3 separate regions of the Sus scrofa genome follow, and regions 1 and 2 are each linked to region 3. Evidence: chromatin contacts called from public HiChIP or PLAC-seq data. All regions are on one chromosome and are shown on one strand. The core of a region is the stretch at or near the end of the contact, and the rest is flanking DNA. Distances in the headings are between cores, read along the strand shown. Region 1 holds the start of SNX20 (sorting nexin-20). Region 2 holds the start of CYLD (ubiquitin carboxyl-terminal hydrolase CYLD). Region 3 holds the start of BRD7 (bromodomain-containing protein 7).

Evidence for each region. HiChIP or PLAC-seq counts read pairs in DNA pulled down with a chosen protein or histone mark.
Region 1: a contact with region 3 is called in an H3K27ac HiChIP or PLAC-seq map of alveolar macrophages. The contact joins the promoter of SNX20 here to the promoter of BRD7 in region 3. A contact is called at or near these places in 1 of 5 promoter capture datasets (liver) and 1 of 2 datasets of contacts at active chromatin or transcription factors (alveolar macrophages).
Region 2: a contact with region 3 is called in an H3K27ac HiChIP or PLAC-seq map of alveolar macrophages. The contact joins the promoter of CYLD here to the promoter of BRD7 in region 3. A contact is called at or near these places in 1 of 5 promoter capture datasets (liver), 1 of 47 Hi-C or Micro-C datasets (embryonic fibroblasts) and 1 of 2 datasets of contacts at active chromatin or transcription factors (alveolar macrophages).

Annotation. Positions count from the first base shown.
Region 1 is chr6:34,175,336-34,178,550 of Sscrofa11.1, reverse strand. SNX20 (sorting nexin-20) reads right to left here and starts at 1,798. Exons shown (of 5, transcript XM_021094194.1): 1 at 1,562-1,798.
Region 2 is chr6:34,120,365-34,124,007 of Sscrofa11.1, reverse strand. It overlaps CYLD (ubiquitin carboxyl-terminal hydrolase CYLD), which reads left to right and starts at 2,069. Exons shown (of 18, transcript XM_021094191.1): 1 at 2,069-2,879; 2 at 3,427-3,487.
Region 3 is chr6:34,476,286-34,479,480 of Sscrofa11.1, reverse strand. It overlaps BRD7 (bromodomain-containing protein 7), which reads right to left and starts at 1,473. Exons shown (of 16, transcript XM_021094214.1): 1 at 1,186-1,473; 2 at 538-746. The coding sequence starts at 1,234.

The DNA.
Region 1 (3,215 bases), core at 549-3,048, 300 kb after region 3:
ATGTCTCTCCCCAGCTATGAGCCCTCCCCTCCCTAGCCCTGCTTCTGATAGGGGCTCATTCCTTGTTTCCTTTGTAATTTATTTCCTACTAACAGACCTCTGCAGCATGGGGAAGGTCCCGGGCCAGGGATTGAACCTGCACCACAGCAGCAACGGTGCTGCTGCAGTGACAATGCCAGGTCCTTAATCCACTATGCTACCAGGGAACTCCCATTTGCTCATTTTTTTTTTATTGGATTATTTTCTTCACAGTTTGTTTATTTTCCTTATGGATTATTTGCATAGATATGCTTTCAATTTCTTTCCCCATCCTATGGTATGCATTTGTACTCCGGTCGGGGGAGGGGGATCTTTTGATAAATAAAGCTTTCAACGGTATTAGTCTTTGCTTTCACTGCGGGTGTCATACCTGAGAGACGGTGGGCCTCTCTCCTTTATTGTGCTTTATGGTTCTTTCCGCAACAGCTTCACAGGCCATCGTGAGGCTTAAGATGAGTTAGGATGCACAAGGCCCTTCGGATGATGCTGGTACCTAGTAAGCACTGTGCAAATGCAGACAATTCCTGTGGTTCTACAAAGCTTTCTAGTTTGCCTTTCTCATTCGGGGCTCTGTAATGCACTTAGACGAAGGGGATTTTGGGGGTATGGTGTAAGGGATGAGGTTGATGAGGTTGAATGATTTTTCCATGGCATGTTCACCTACTAGCCTTGTTTTACTGAAATGGCCATCAAATGCCCCAGCCCTGCAGCGCAATGCAGAATCTGATATTCATCCACCTGTGTCAGGGATGCAGTCGTGTAACTCAGGGGGAGCATCATTAATAGTGTATCTGTGGTTTGCTGGCTTGAGCGCTGGGGCCATTTCTCATTCACACAGAACGCCTGGTGTGGTATGGCGTTGAGGGCTCTGCACAGAGCCAGGCTGGAACCCCGGCTCCCCTCCTCTCTGAGTCCGGTCCTGCTATGTTCCAGGTTCCAGTTTTCTCTCTCACCCCCAGCCTGAGCCTGGAGTCTGCGAGATGCCAAGGCAGGCTCAGCCCTTCCTGCAGCCTGCAACCACGGGGAGGAGTGTGTAGAAGCCACTGCTTCCTCTTCTGGGGGCAGGAGATGCTCTGGAAACCCCCCAGATGCGCAGGAGTGTCTGGTCTGCATGGGAAGGACCTAGCTGGTCCAAAGGGACCTGGAGTCGCCACCCTTGGCCACCTGCCAGGTGTGGGCTTTTCTCTGCAGGACAGGGTTCTCTATGCAGCGGAAAAGCTCTCCATGTAAGAACAGGCGTGTCACGGGCTACGGGGGAGGGCGGGAGTGGGTGTCGTTCCCCTCCCCCCTCTGCAGTGCTGAAGCCAGAAGGTGAGAAGGGGACACGGAGGGACCCCGGGGACTTAGGAAAGGAAGTGCTGGCACTTCAGAATCTAGTTGTCTCTCTTAGAATTCACACCCCTTTGACCACTGGATGGCCTCTCACTGCATTCTGGGTAAACTCAGACCCCTGCTGAGGCCTCAGTGAGCTGCAGCCTGCCCCCTTCCTGACCTCTTTGCACAGCCTGTCAGCATCACTTACCATGCACCGGCCAGCTGCACCGCTTCCTGTTCCTCAAACACGCGGCACGGCCTCTGCCCTGGCCATGCCTTCAGCCGGCCATGCCCTGCGCTCAGTTGCCTCCACGACCGGCTGGCTCTCATGCCCAGGGTTCGGCTTCACTGCCTCTCCTTTGCACCGCCTTCCCTGACCCCTCTGCCTGCACGCATCACTGTTTCGCTCATGTGTTTACTTGTTGAGTGCGTGTCTCAAATGCCTTGTCTGCGGTGGGACTTGGTATCAGGGTTCTGTCCCCAGGATCCACCGCAGTGCCTGCCACCTAGTGGTTGCTCAGTAACTGTGAATGAATGAATGAGTGGGCGAAGGCAGAACCATGGAGATGGGGCTGAGGTTCACTGTGTGACCCGGGCAGGGCACTTGGCTCTCTGAATGTCAGTTTCTCCCAGTGCAACATGAGATTAAATTAAAGATCCTCCCAGCACCAAAGCATTCCACATTGGGCAAATGACTGAATACTGTAAACAACTCCTCACTGCAGTTCCCCGTGTCTGGCAAGCTTAGGACTCCAAGACCAACACACCTCTGTTGAGAAATTCAACAAGAAATGGTCGACCACATGTCTGGTAAAGAAAACTCAAACCGGTAAAGTGTTTGTTTATAGGTAATTTAAAATTTTGTCAAAGGAGTTCCCGTCCTGGCGCAGTGGTTAAAGTATCCAACTAGGAACCATGAAGTTGGGGGTTCAATCCCTGGCCTCGCTCAGGGGGTGAAGGATCCGGTGTTGCTGTGAGCTGTGGTGTAGGTCGCAGACTCGGCTCGGATCCCACGTTGCTGTGGCTGTGTCGTAGGCCAGCGGCTACAGCTCCAAATAGACCCCTAGGCTGGGAACCTCCATGTGCCACGGGAGTGGCCCTACCAAAGGCAAAAAGACAAATAATAATAATAATAAATGCAAAATAAAATTTGGTCATGGCAATCTTGTTTTTCCACAGCCTTTAAAAAAATCTCGGGAGTACCTGTTGTGGCTCATCGGGTTAAGAACCCAACTAGTGCCCATGAGGATGCAGATCTGATTCCTGGCCTTGCCCAGTGGGTTAAGGATCTGGCGTTGTCGTGAGCTGTGGTGTAGGCCAACAGCTGCAGCTCGACCCCTAGCTTAGGAACTTCCATATGCTGCAAGTATAGCCCTAAAAAAAGCAATAATAATAATGTTAAAATTTTTTTTAAATCTCAAAAGTTCTTAATGCTGCAGAGTTTTAATATCAAGGTCACAGATAGAGTGTGGTGCAGGGCACTGCTGTGGATCTGCTGAAACATAGCGGGGGAACCGGGGTGCGGAAACACCTCAGCCCCTCCTGGGCTTCACACAAGCTCAGGACTGTCAGTCCTTCTGATGTGTGTAAGGATCCATGGAGATGCATGTGCTAATATGTGAAGAAAATCTAATTTTCATTATCAGCGAACATAAACATCTTGTTTCTGGGAGATCGGTTCGTTTAGGTAACAGCTTCGACGAGTTTGGTGGGAGTTGAGGGCCATCACTGTATACCGTCTGAAGCACAGAGCACCTCCAGAGGGCAGGAGTGAGGCTGAAATCCAGCCCTCTCTGCTTTTCCAAGCTGGCTCCTATGTCCAGGCAGGTAAAGGGGATGCTTTTTCTAACCCAAAAAGAAGG
Region 2 (3,643 bases), core at 820-3,319, 360 kb after region 3:
TGTGGCTGTGGTGTAGGCCGGCAGCTGCAGCTCCTATGTGACCCCTGGCCTGGGAACCTCCATATGCTGAGGGTGTGGCCCTTAAAAAAAAAAAAGGCAAAAAAAGAAAAATTAAAAAAAAGAAAGGATTCACAATCTCTCCCACTCTCCTTTCTCCTTCTCACTGTGAGTCAGGTAAACAGTCTTCAGGCTGGATGTTTCTTCCAGACAGCTTGATTGTCAATTCTGAGCCCACTGACTTTTTTGGGGGTGTGTAGTGGGGGAGAATCTAGGTCTAGAAGGGAACAGGGTTGCCTAAGGCCACACTTAGCGTAAGGTTGATTCCCAAGTTACTGTTTTCTCCTGCAGTGCGATCACAGACTTGGGGGTGAGGATGGATTAAGGAGGTGTCGACTAAAGAAGTGCTCAACCTGAAAGTTGAGAGTTAAGTTTTATTGGGGGTGAAATTAGGACTTGAGCCCAGGAGACAGCATCTCAGGTAGCCCTGAGAAACCGAAGCGAGGGAGCAAGGGGGGAAGCTAGGATATACGAGTTTTTGCAACAAAGGGAAGGCAGTAGGAACAACAGATTTACAGAGAACCAGATTTACAGAAAATCTGTTTCTATGGGAAGATCTAATAAGGATCTGGGCTTACTGGAATCACTCCTTTGATATGCACCTCGGCTGTGGGCTAGTCTTCTTTGTTTCTTTCCTGAGTTCCCTCAGGGCTCACTGGCCCATCCTTGGGGGTGGCTGTTCTCACAGATGACCTTGACATCTTTTGTCCACTGAACTACAGCCCAGGAGGCAGTATTTCTTTTTTTTTTTTTTTGCTATTTCTTTGGGCCGCTCCCGCGGCATATGGAGGTTCCCAGACTAGGGGTCGAATTGGAGCTGTAGCCACCGGCCTATGCCAGAGCCACAGCAACGCGGGATCCGAGCCGAGTCTGCAACCTACACCACAGCTCACGGCAACGCCGGATCGTTAACCCACTGAGCAAGGGCAGGGACCGAACCCGCAACCTCATGGTTCCTAGTCGGATTCGTTAACCACTGCGCCACGACGGGAACTCCATGGAGGCAGTATTTCGGATAGCTCTGAAATAATGCCTCAAAGAGGAAAGGAGGGGTATCGAGATACGTCGTAAAGGTGAAGGGGGCAGTGCCTGCAGCCATGCACGCATTTTGTGAAAGTTGGCTGCTGGTCTCGTGAAGGTTACAACTAGTCAGAGACATCAGTCATCATTGATGGTTTCAGTGTTTTTCTGGACATGAGGAGATGCAAGTATTGGGCTCAGAAAATCCTCTCCTAAAGATAGCTAAGTATCCGAGGACCCGTTCTTCCAGTTTTCCCAGAGCACAGAGGGCCTCAGTCCCGGTCTCCACCCTGAGCTCTGGGGCTGCTTCGGTTTGGTAGCTTCAGTGGCTCATATTTTACTCCACGTAGAGACAGATGGCAAGGGCCAAACTTCAGTTCACAGAGGAGCAAGAGTGGATTGAGGCTGAGGGTTTCAAAAGATGTCCATTTCATTCTGGGTGTTTATGGTCATGGAGATGGGTGGCTTGTTTACTAGTACTGTTAGGTAATCATTCATGTGACTTCTTTTATGTACTCAATGGTTTAAATTCCCCAGATCTTCAGAAATGTCACTTTCCACTGGGGAAATTTTCCCTCTCATGATTAAACACACACACACACACACACACACACACACCCCTACCTTCCTTCTTCAGTATTAATCACCTTCTCCTATAATTGGTACTTAAAATGTCAAAGGAGAAGGAATTAATTAACAGGAGTATCCAGTGCAGCAAGGCATGCTGCAAGGCTCTGGGACTGCTTATAAAAAGCACTTCCTTAAATATTTTGAGCACTTTTGGGAATCAGAAACCTCCCTTCTAATTGAAAGATCCTTAACTATACCCCAAGTGCTGGCTGAGGGCCAGGGGTGCAGAGCTGAGAGAGGAGGCCTATGGAAATTCCTTCTCCACCATTCTAGGGAAACCTGTCTCCAAACTGGGAAGAGGGGGCAACAGAGGTTCAGAAACACGGGTCCCAGACAGAATCCGAGGGCGAAGAAAAGACTTAATATTGCCGAGCTCCTGCTGTGTGTCAGGACCTTTACATACGATATTTCACAACGCTCCTGTAAGACAGGTGATACGGTTATCTCCATTTTACAGATGGGGAAACTGAGGCTCAGAGTAGTTGTGAGTTCCCCATGTCTTGCAGTTGCTAAATGAAAGTTCAAAGGACTCAAACCTAGGTCTCGTTCTAAAGCTTTGCTTTTTCATGGAATCCTAAAAGCATTCCCACCTGGCTTCTGGGTTGCTCCCCACCCTAGCCCCAAACTCGCAACCAACAGGAGTTTTGACAGCTAAGCCTGAAGCCAAGACCTGGGCCTGGGAGGTGGAACCGGGAGCAGCACAGGGCCCCGCCCTGGCTCCGGTATCAGCCAATGGTGCTACGGCACCGACAATCTTTAGTCCAATCAGCCTGAGCTCCCCGCCCCCATCCCCCATTTTCTCCTCCCCGCCCCTCCGCTTTCCCTTTGGCTCCACCGAGCTTGACCGAGCGGAAAGTCCCTTCAGTCCGCTCCGGGCTGGCAGCCATTGGAGGAAGGTCTGTCACAGGGAGGCCCAATCAGAGCGTGCGCAGGAACATAGTTCCGGCGGCGATTGGTTAGCGCGACGGTTGTCCCTACCGCCCCCGCTCCCTCCCTCCCTCCCTGGGCGGTTCGGAGGCGGGGCAGGTGGGGGCGGGCCCAGGTAGCAGGTTAGGCTGCGCGGGGCTCCGCGCGTCGGAGGTAAATACTAGGGCGGTGGGTGTGGGGCGCCAGGGCTGGTCTGGGACTCGGGCTAGCGAGGCTGGGGAAGGGGCGACGCCCGGCCACCCAAGGTGAGTGAGTGAGCCGGCGGCCGAGCGGGCGAGCGACGGGCGGCCCGGCCCCTTGGGCACCCCTCCCCGGCCTTTGGGCGCCTCGAGCTGTCGCTTCGGTCGTCGGGCCCTCGGCGCCGGCCCGTTACTTGCCCTGGCCCTTAGCAGGGCCAGGCCCGCGGGGTGCTGAGCCCACTGACGTCAGCCCGGGCTTCCCCACCACCAGGGCTTCCCCACCCCCCGGGGCCTTCCTGAGAGGGCTCCCGAATCGTGGGACCATGTCGCCGCCGCCGGGACCTCCGGAGAAGAGAGGACTTTGGGGTGGGAGCAGCGCAGGAAACCGTCTCCCCCTTGGGTCCCCCCCCATTTACAGGTGGCGAAACCGAGGCACCGGCCACTGGCCGGCTCCCGACAGCCAGGGTTGGCATCGAGAGCCTAGGCTGTAATATGTCACATCGGTGCTTTGGGGCGTATCGGTCGATCGGTTTTAGGGTGTTTGTGGCTCCCGTCCAGGAAGAGCAGTCGGGGTTCTGGCCTCCTTAATGGCGTGTTGTGCTTTTTCTTTCAGTTTCCCCCTTTCCAGGGTGAGGATGGTTTTATACAACAACCTGGAGTTCTTTAGTTGAAAGGTGCGCTCTGTTGAAGCAAGGTATTCATTCTTTTCTTTCTTTTTGTTTTTTCTTTATTGTCAAATTAACAGTCTGTAGGGAAAAGCGTGAGGTCTTGAGGGAAGATAGTGTTCCTGAGTTTGGGTCTCAGCCGGGTCAGCTGCCCAGTTATTCGTG
Region 3 (3,195 bases), core at 224-2,723:
TCTTCAACAGACTCAAACTTTGTTTCAAAAGATGAAAGTTGTTCATCATGCATGTGGCATAACGGTACTTATCTTGGAACAAAATTTGAACCCCAAGAGATCCTACTCACTTTTTTTTTTTTACTGATATATAGTTGATATACTAACTGTGTTAGTTTCAGGTGTCCAGCAAAGTGATTCAGTCATACTCATTCACTTTTCAAACGACTGTTTTCCACAAACCTCGAACACTGAGGCTTTACTGAGCATGACTTTAACCTTTCCTAGATAGAAAAAGCACTCTGAAGCAGCTCCTGAAAATCAGGACTTAGCTCGATCACCTGATGTGTGCGTACAATTAGTCTAATAAAGAGCTGCTGAAGCTCACAGGTGATTCACGTTCCTATTCTGCCCTGCTCCTCCTCAAAACAAGTCTGATTTTATAGGCAGCTGAGCATTTCACTGGACACAAAATAAGTAAAAAGATTGGCAGCGGGAGGCGGCAATGCTCAGAAAGTGGTAGCACCAAAAAAAGCTGAAGCAATGCAATGACTTTACCTTTACTCGTCTCCGTTTCCTCCCCTTTTCTTCCCCTGGAACCTGCTTCTCTCCTTTCTTCCTCTTTTTCCGCTTTCTGTCCTTGTGTTTGTCATGATCATTTTTGTCCTCGAAGAGGCTGGAGTCGTGCCCGGAGCTGCCCGTGGAGAGCTCGGTGACTTCGTTCCCTCCCACTTTGAGGACCAGCTTCAAGGGCTTCTCTACATATTCTTGAACGAAAGAAAAGGGTCTCGATTAAAGGAGGGCCTCGCTGGGCGGTATCCACGAGCAGAGTGACCCCTGGGCAGGGGAAGAAGGAGGCGCACAGGCCAAGGCGGCCCGGGGCACGCAGTGGGCGCCCCGCGAAGCACCTGTTGAATGACAGGCACTTACCAAGTGGCCGTCCCGAACGCTCCCGGGCCTTTCGAGGCCGCCTCGCATCTCCCCACAGGAGACCCTCCCGGGCCGGGGGTCTCGGGTTCGAATGCCGCCCCTGCGTGGGGTCTGTGCGGCTCAGATGGACCGCGCCCCCTTCGCGGGTCCGGGCCTGCCCGAGGGACCTGGGCATCCCCCCGGCCCGCCTCGGATGCTCCAGAGTGGTCTCGAAGGAACGTAAACCCCACCGAGCAGCCGCGGGCTCGCCGCCCCCCACCGCGGCCCACTCCTCACCCTCGTAGAGGTGTTTGTCCGACTTGTGCTTCTTGTGCTTCTTGCCCATGTCCGACCGGGCCCCGGTGCCCGCCCCCCGCGCCAGGCCCAGGCCGTGCGGCGCCGCTTCCGGTCCGGGCCAGGCGAGCGGAGGGCGGGAGCGGGGCCCGCGAGACCCCGCGCCGCGAGGCAGGGGGACGGCGAGCGCCGGGCGGCGCGAGGCCCCTCACGAGAAGACGGCGCGCGAGACCCGGCCGGAGCCCAAGAGCGGCGGCGGGTCGGCGACCGGCTGGCGCTGAGGCGGGAGAGAGGGCCCGCCGCGCGCGCAGAGAGCAGGTAGCTGCGAGTGGCGGCCCCTGGCGGCTGGAGGTGGCGCCGCAGCCTGCGGACTAGGGGCGGGGTCCGGGCTGGGGGCGGGCCGGGGGCGGGCAGGGGGCGTGGCCCACCGCTTTGGAACTCCTTTTGCCCTCCGGCTCTTTCCCTCCCTTCCTCTTTCCTCTCTCCCCGCCTTGATTCCTTCCCTCCCCCCTTCCTTCCTTTCTTCCTCTTTCTTTCCTTCTTATCACCCTCATTTCCTGACTCCTCCCTTATATCCCACTTCCCCTTGCTTGTATCTTCCATTTAACAATACTTACTGATCCCTTTACTGGATACCTGATCCAGCACATTGGTAAATCAAGACTTCTGATCTTAAAAGAAAATCGTATGTGATGATGTGTAAAGGCCTCCAAGACCTTAATTAAAACCACATCAACAGGGTATAGAGCAGAGTGTGTTGGGTAAGATGCATTTAAGGAAATAAATGTTGACATCTGGATGAAAAGTATGTCATGGCTACACAGAAGTGTTAACAGTGGTTATCTCAGGTGATATGACTGGAGGTGGAGTGGATTGTCTCTACACTGTTTAACAATTTTCTCAAGTGCATGTTAAATTTTTTTTTTTGAAGGGAAAACTGAAATTTAAAAATTAAATAGAAAAAACAATGAAAATATATCTGGATCCACACCAAGTGGGGGCCAGACTTACGCTCTTGCTCTGTAGATTCATGTGTACTCCTCAATCCTGTTTTAAGCCCTTCTTTACTTTTATCCGAAGATGCTGAACCCTGCTAGTGAGATGAGCTATTCACATGTCTGCTCATTGGCATTCATCCAAATAAAAAGTTAAGATGTTTTTCATATAACACGTCCAGGGATGTTGGCTGTAGGGAGACAAAATAATGTTGCCGTTTTTCTACATGACAACCTTGTAAGATAGGAAGAGCAGAAATATTCTTGTTCCCATTTTACAGATGAAGAAATGGATGCCCAGAGAAATGAAGGACGTTGCTAATTGTAGAGTCAGGCTTCAAATTCAGGTTTTCCGAATCTGAATCACAAGCTTTTTTTTTTTTTTTTTTTTTTTTAGTGGCTGCACCTGCAGCTTATGGAAGTTCTGGACCCTTAACCCCCTGAGCAAGGCCAGGGATTGGACCCATGTGCTCAGGGACATTGTGTTGGGTTCTTAACCTGCTGAACCACAATGGGAACTCCCACAAGCTCTTTTTACTTGTGAACATGATGAAGGATTCTTGATTGTCTCTACCTTAAATTTACGGCCCTGTATATTTTCAAATAAACCCATAATCACAGACTGCTTTCAAGAAAGGGGCTGACATTTGTCATTTATACTTGAGTAAGAGTTTGCCTCTCTGGATCACTTCTCCCAGGAAGATTTGCAGCTTTTAGCAGTGGGTGAAATGGTAGCCCTGTAATTCAGGGTCTGATGGTTGGAGAATGATAGAAACCCGGTTTGAATGACTTCAAGTAAGTAAAAAGATTTATTGAGTCACATGTCCAGGAAGGGCAGAAGTAACGCTTGCCTGAAAAAAAGATGGGAACCAGGGATTTGATGCCATAGGTCTCACTCTCTCTCTCTTTCTTTGCCTCCTCTCTGTGTATATGGGGTTCCGACTTACAGCAGCTGCTCCCTGACCAGTTGGGAAAAGGCTTCGCTCCAGAGAAGGGCTCTGATTGGCTTGGCGTAGGT